Linked DNA regions of Oryctolagus cuniculus: region 2 is linked to region 1. Evidence: chromatin contacts called from public Hi-C data. All regions are on one chromosome and are shown on one strand. Each heading gives the region's core, a stretch centred on a gene start, on an enhancer-like site or on the middle of the called end of the contact. The rest is flanking DNA. Distances are from core to core; before and after follow the strand shown.

Region 1 (3,502 bases), core at 348-2,847:
TCTTATTACCTGTGGAATCCTGAGCAAGCTGCTAATCCTATTTGGCCTCCATTTCTCATCTCTACAATAACAGTGATGGATTAGCTTGTCTCTGAGAGCTTTCCACAACTAAGATTTTTTTTTCAATTCTGTAAGTGTCTGAGCAAAGAAGAAAAAAAGAAATACTGAAAAAAAAGAAGGGAGGAAAAAAGATAATCTTTTGATAATCCATATTCCTACTAAGAGTAGGAATAAGTTGAAGTATAAGGAAAATTACATAGAAGAGATTATTTTGATATGACTGCATTACATAGAAAGAATTTGGTTTTGCGATTGGGTATCTAAACATTCTTGCAAGAATATTTTATTTACACTAATTTCTACATTATCTGTTGTTGTAGTTGTTGTTTTCGTTACTCATACCTGTTCATTTTGCCCAGAGATGGAGTCATGCTTTCTGGACGTGATAGCTAAAGTTATGGTCTTGTGTACAGTGTATTGAATAATTACTAAAATATGAACTGCCCTGTGTTTTGTTGGAATAGTTTAACACCACCCCCTTTGAAAATTTTCATATTTTCTTTAAACATTGCCTGTTCAAGTTCCATCACTACTTAAGGGAATTCTAATCAGTAATTGTTAATGAAATTATTTTTAATATGTTTAACCATAATCAAGAATATTTTCTAAAAAGCTGAAACATTTTAACATAGCAGAGATACAGAGTTTTTCTTACTCATTATCTGCCTTTGAAATTTAATGTAAAGATGTCATTTTTCATGGCAAGTATGTGTTATTTTATGTCAGTTGAGTTCTTATCCACGGCTGTACCCTTTCATCTATGATCATGGAAAGTTCATTATTGTACTTAGCTAGCTATTTTGTACATAGTATTGGCTCAGATAGGTATCTCAAGGCAGAATATGAATTCCTATCTGTACCTAAAAGGGATATGACATTGTGCCTCCTCAAAGCACAGCCACCTTTGGTGTCAAGATAATAGCTCAAAACTATGGCCCAATTAACTGAGGACACTGTTGAGGAGGTCAAAGATCCCATAAAAACTAGTAAAGACACAGGAGTTAGACAATCAAAAGAATCTGAAGCAATGATCTGGGGTCATAATGATTACCTCTGGAGCCTCTGGAGCCAAAGAGAGCATTCAAGAAAAAAAAAAGCTCAAATTGTCATGTAGAAAGCTTCAAGCCCAGTCAAGTTACAAGGCAGAATTTAGACCCTAATAAAATCCACCACAACATTTCATTCTTTATCATTGGTTAATTATTCTTTTTTTCAGGATCCAGGTAAATAGGACTAGCTGATGCCCTGCCCCTTTGTTGGTTAATTTTGAAATTGGGAAACAGATTTGTAGCTCTTTTTCAGTTGCCTTAAAATGAATGGGCATGCAATGACAGCCATTCATTTTCAATGAAAACCAAACCATTTGACATAGTGCAGCAAAGGTAAAGTAGAAAGTACATTCAGCAAAAAGGATGTGGGTGGAATATGAGACACATGGCTGAAACTCCTATTCATATCTTGAGGTTTAAAATCGCTGAGTGGGTGAGATCCATTGCTGTGGTTCACTAAAGGACAGCGACCTGCATTTGAACCAAGGCTCACTTCTCTTGACCTAAAAATGTCATGGTAATAAACAACTCACAGGGAAGTGGTAAATCATAGTCATTAAACAAACAAATCATTGAAGACTGTCAGTTTCTGCTTGGAAGAGTGTAGGCATCCTCACAATTATGTAACCCAAAAGCACCAATCCCTTGCAAAGAGACTCGTGGAAGAGGCCACACGTTTCCTGGTTGTCACACAGTTCCCCCATTTCCACAAGACTTTACTTTGCATTAGAATTTTTTTACAATTTAGCTTTTGATTTTGTGCTGCTTTGCCTGCCTAGATACAATAGGTGGCTACTGTTGGAAGAGATACATCTCAGATTCCTTTTAGGTACACTAAGGAATTGATGGGACAGGTGTTTGGCATAGCAGGTGAAACCCAGCCTGAGACCTGCATCCTATAAAGGAGAACTTGGCATAGCTCCCAATTCCACTTTCCACAAATGCATATCCTGAGGGGACAGGAGAGAGAGGTCAAGTCATTGGGTCTCTGCCCCTCACAGGGGAGACCTAGATCGAGTTCTTGGCTCCTGGCTTCAGCCTGGCCCACCCCTGACTGTTGTGGACATCTGGGGAGCAAACCAGCAGATGAAAGATCTCTTGTCAGTCTATCTCTCTTGCTCTCTCTCACTGACTTTCAAATAAATGCAATTTTTAAAAAATGAAAACCCAAGGAAATGAGAAAAAAAATTAAGGAAATCAGTTGAATTCAAATAAAATGTCACACGTGACATGGAAAAATCATATCTTTACCTTAAATTTCAAATGCAGATAATAAGAAAGAAACCCATCTCTACCTCCTATTTCCTAGATTATCATCAGATTCTAAAGTACACTAAGTCATCATCTCAAGCTGTACTCCACGTTCACGGGTTTGGCGTTGCCACCCATTTTCCCAGGGATAACATCACGTGAATGCGCTGTGCTTTCGTTTGCTCCTCTATTTCTGTTCCAAGTGACCTGCGGCAGGAATTGCAGTGCCCTCACAACGGAAGGTGGCGATCCCCCACTGCTTATGATTAGTGAGGTTCTCCGAGGCAGGGCTCACAATCTCAGATAAACTGTGCCCCTCAATTACAAGGGCTGGTTGAATATGATCCTTGCTTTACAAGTACCTTATTTTCCAATATGCAGTGTCTACATTCAATTATCAGGCATTATTGGAAACACAAAGGTCACTACTTACATCTCAAAAGCTCTTAAAGCAAGCATGTTATTGCTTCCTGTACACTTTGGGCTTTAAAACCTTTGAATTCACTTCAGGAGACTATTACCATCATCTCTGTTCTTTTTCAACACCATCATATAATGGAAAAAAGTCCTGGCCCAAATACTGAATAAACCAACAAAGCCATTCAAAAGGAAAACACTGTGTTTTAAAAACTGCAAAACAAAATGATTGGTTCCATTCTCCATCTCCTTCATCCCCACTCATCACTCCAATGTCAAATGCTGGGCCAACCCTTTGCTAGCATGAAGACTTAAAGTGAGAATAAGAAGCCAGTCATTATTTTTATCATTCATATTAATTATAATACTAATAGTCATGATGAACTAATGTTGCATTATGAATTGCTTTCAAATGTATTCCCAAAGGACTTTGGTTATAATTTGCCATTTTATTCATGTTCAATTATTTTAAAGTGTTTCTGAATTAACAAGATCCACTTAGCCTTAATCACTACTTACCTCATCAGTTTATAACATTGACATTCCTGGCTTCTAGAGATGATCGGTGACAGAATGAGACTGGAGCCGTCGTGACTACAGCTGACATCCACGCTCAGTTGTGTGGGTTGCTTTTGGAGCAGGCAACACTCCAACATAAGTGATTAAACGTGTGCCAGCATACAGGAGAAAGAGGGGATGGGTGGTATTGGCTACTGAGAACTCCT
Region 2 (3,126 bases), core at 15-2,514, 1.6 Mb after region 1:
TGAGGAAAATTAAAATTAGAAGCATAAATTGTGACTTCTTGGGCAGCAGAGTGGCTTGGTTACAGTCTTCCTGCTTACAGAGTGAATTGTGAGCGGGGCTTTAGCAGACCCTGGCCACAGGCACTCAGCCTGCATTAGGAAGGGAAATCTTAGGCGTGCGCAGGGATTCCCTGAATTCCACCCACAATGGCATTGGCTACATGGCAGAACTCGCAGCCACAGAACTGACAGGATTTGCAAGCGGCCCACTGGGTCAAAATGAGTTCTTTAACATTTTCACAAGTTATCTTGAACAATGGGGTGTGAGGGGAGCACAAATGTCCAAGGAGTTAAGATGACAAGTTCTTTGACAGGCCTGAGAGGCTGAAAATGAAACCGCTCAGCGGAAGCTTGAGAAAGTATGCCAATCGCTGGCTCCCACCTGGGGCTCCCATCACCCAAGAGATTAATGGCAGCCTAAGTGAAGAAACTGCCCAACCCCAAGTCCCACCCCACCCCCTAATTAAAACCCGGGAGATTCCAGTCTACCTGTCCTAAAGAAGTGCTCCAGAAATTGTCTCCAGGACGCCTGTCCCTACATCTATGATGCCCCTTCTCTCTGGATTTCCCACGCAGATGTTGTCAGATGGTGATGCGGGGGGCTTCTAAGACTTAGAAGGGAAATCCTAGGGCTCCCCTGGTAGACCAGATGGGCTTCAACTAATTACTCAGGGCATCACAGGGAACGAGTGTCCTCGTCTCCAATTTGCCCACAAGGGGTTCTAAACAAGCACGGTTTCAATTCTCCTCCCTTTAGCTGTGACAGGCATTTCCAAGTTCAAAAAAAGGGGGTGGTGGGTGAGGAGGGACGAGGAGAGGCCTGAGGCATCCGCACAGCGGTGACGCCGCGGGGCAGGGGAAGGGCCAGTCGGGCCCATGGCGGTGGCCTCCATCCAGGGCTTCCTGCCTGCCTTCCCCTTGATCTCCTGGGGCTCTCTGGCTTCTGAGGGAACGAGAGGCCCCGAACATCTGGAGGCCCAGCGGACCGTGTCTGTAGGACGCCTGCGCCTCCTGAAATGCCCAGGAGGGCTGGTCAGAGAGGCCTGGGCCTCTGGGCTGGTCGCTGGCCATGCCTGCAGGTGAGGCCCTTTCCGGAAGGGCTGCAGCGCCCCCTAGTGCTGCGCGCGGCGCCCGGGACCAGAAACGGCGTCCTGGGCCGCCCGCCTCGCCCCCGCGCCCCCTCTCAGCGGCGGAGCTCCGTCCACCCGTCCTCTCTTCTCCCGGCGGCGCTCTGCCCACAGAGTTTCACACGTAAAGCGATTACTTCTGCTTCACGCACCACCTCACTGAGGCCCGGGCCTCGCGGAAATCGCTCCCGTCAGAGCGCCCCGCACGTCAGGCAGCGCCTTTGTCAGGCCGCGCTGCTCGTGCCTGGCAGATCAAACCGAGGCCCGTCCTCCCGGGGACTGACCGCGGGCTATTTGAGTTGTGCAGCCCCCCGAAAACAGAGCTTTCTGAGCTATCACACCGTTTCCCTTTTACTTTTCATGTTAACAGCCCTGTCGAGGCCGAGAATTTCCCAGAAGGAGACCACCATTTAAATTCAGAGAGGCAGCGGTATTTCTGAGGGCGCCAGGCGCTCACGGAAAGTGCTGGAGCCACAGGCTGGAAAGCGAACCCCCTCCCGACTCCCCGCCAGCCCCCAGACCCCCCCCCCAGCTCGTCCCCCACAGCCGGGTGAAATCCAGTGTCCCTCTTCTTCCACGTGGAGCGAAAATCAGGGGCTCCGACTTATCTTACCTGGGCTGGGCCCTGGGCTGCTGATTTAAAATGTCGGCCAGTACCAGTCGTCTGCCTACAGAAACCCGCCCAACTAGCATTTTTGGAGGCCTGCTGGGACCCAATCCACAGACCCTTTTACTACCCAAGTTCTCAGTGACAGAAAGAAGACCAGGAAGTATCACCCTGAGTTAGAGACCAGACTGGACAGTTGTGGCTTCACAGGAAACCAAAACGGCCTACTACTCGGATGCAGGGTTAGCTCCACACCCCGCACCTGGCTCACAGACCCAGCCAGCCAGTGTCTGTCTTTGGGGGCAGCCAGTCACCAAGAGAAGGGCTCCCCAAGGCCTAGTTCATCTTTCCTAACTCACCAGGAACAGCACCTGAGGCCACTGCCTTTCTGTCCCCATAATGACAACGAGGCATCAAATTTCACACACACACACACACACACACACACACCCGTGTGCCAAGAGACACAGGGGAGCTGGTGGGACCCGGATGGAGACCATCACACCAGGCCTCAGGGCCCTGGGGTTCCCCCGACATTGCCACAGGCCACACTGCCTCCCTCCTCCCACCTTGTCAAGGAGGAGTAGGTCTCCACCAGTGACCTCAAGCACCTCCTTCCTGCTCTGACAGCCGGGTTGGTACTCAGTCCCTAAACACAAGTCCCTACCTCCCAAGCACAGTCGGGTGGCCTCGAGGTTGGGTTGGAAGGTCCCATGTCATCCCGCTGCTCCCAGGATGAGCCCCTCTTCACCCCCACTGCCAGACCCGAGTGGCCTGGGCTTGTCTGCATGGGGAGGGGAGCCAGGGCGTGGAGTGGGTGGAGACAATTACGCCCCAGTTACCCTGCGCTCTTTAGGATGTGGACGGCAGGCTTGGCGGGGCTTGTGTAAATCAAAGGGAAACAGGCCCAGTTCTGGCCGCCACGCAGGGCTCTTGCTGCAGCCTCCGCCAATTAGCGCCATAGTTAATCAGACTTAGCCATTCCCTGGGGAGGCGTGCAGCTGGGAGAAGCCCAGAGCAGCAGAGACTGCTGGAGTCCCAGCTGGCCTGTCCGGGGCGGACAGCTGCTCGCCGGCTCTGTACTTTGGTTTTCTCCATCTTCAGAGTGGGCCCAAACCTCCGCCCCTGAGCTGCTCCTTCCCGCCCTTGCACGCCCACTTGTACAGCTGTGTGCAGGTGTGCATACTGCCTTCCAAAATTCATGAAAAACACACACAATGAAAACACTGTGCCTGGCTTTCAAAGTTTTGTTTGTACCAAACTTATCTTTTAAATTCCATATTTCCACAAACTCTTAGAAGTACCCTCAAATGTTGGGAAGGGAGAGAAAGCTGGGAAAAGATCCTACGGTGA

Evidence for each region. Hi-C and Micro-C count contacts between places; a contact is called where the count stands out from the background.
Region 2: a Hi-C map of skin fibroblasts shows a contact between it and region 1, with 4 times the contacts expected there. The contact joins two enhancer-like sites. A contact is called at or near these places in 4 of 6 Hi-C or Micro-C datasets (ear pinna, embryonic fibroblasts, skin fibroblasts and 1 more).

What each region holds. Positions count from the first base shown.
Region 1 is chr2:63,028,239-63,031,740 of mOryCun1.1, forward strand. All of the region lies in intron 4 of LOC138848472 (a long non-coding RNA gene), which reads left to right. Among named protein-coding and RNA genes, the nearest start is that of TRNAK-UUU, 940 kb to the left of the region's middle. Within about 2 kb of position 1,598, at least 1 of the 8 cell types and tissues checked has an H3K27ac peak or open chromatin away from gene starts, as enhancers often do.
Region 2 is chr2:64,667,332-64,670,457 of mOryCun1.1, forward strand. No RefSeq gene overlaps it. Among named protein-coding and RNA genes, the nearest start is that of DCTD, 95 kb to the right of the region's middle. Within about 2 kb of position 1,265, at least 1 of the 8 cell types and tissues checked has an H3K27ac peak or open chromatin away from gene starts, as enhancers often do.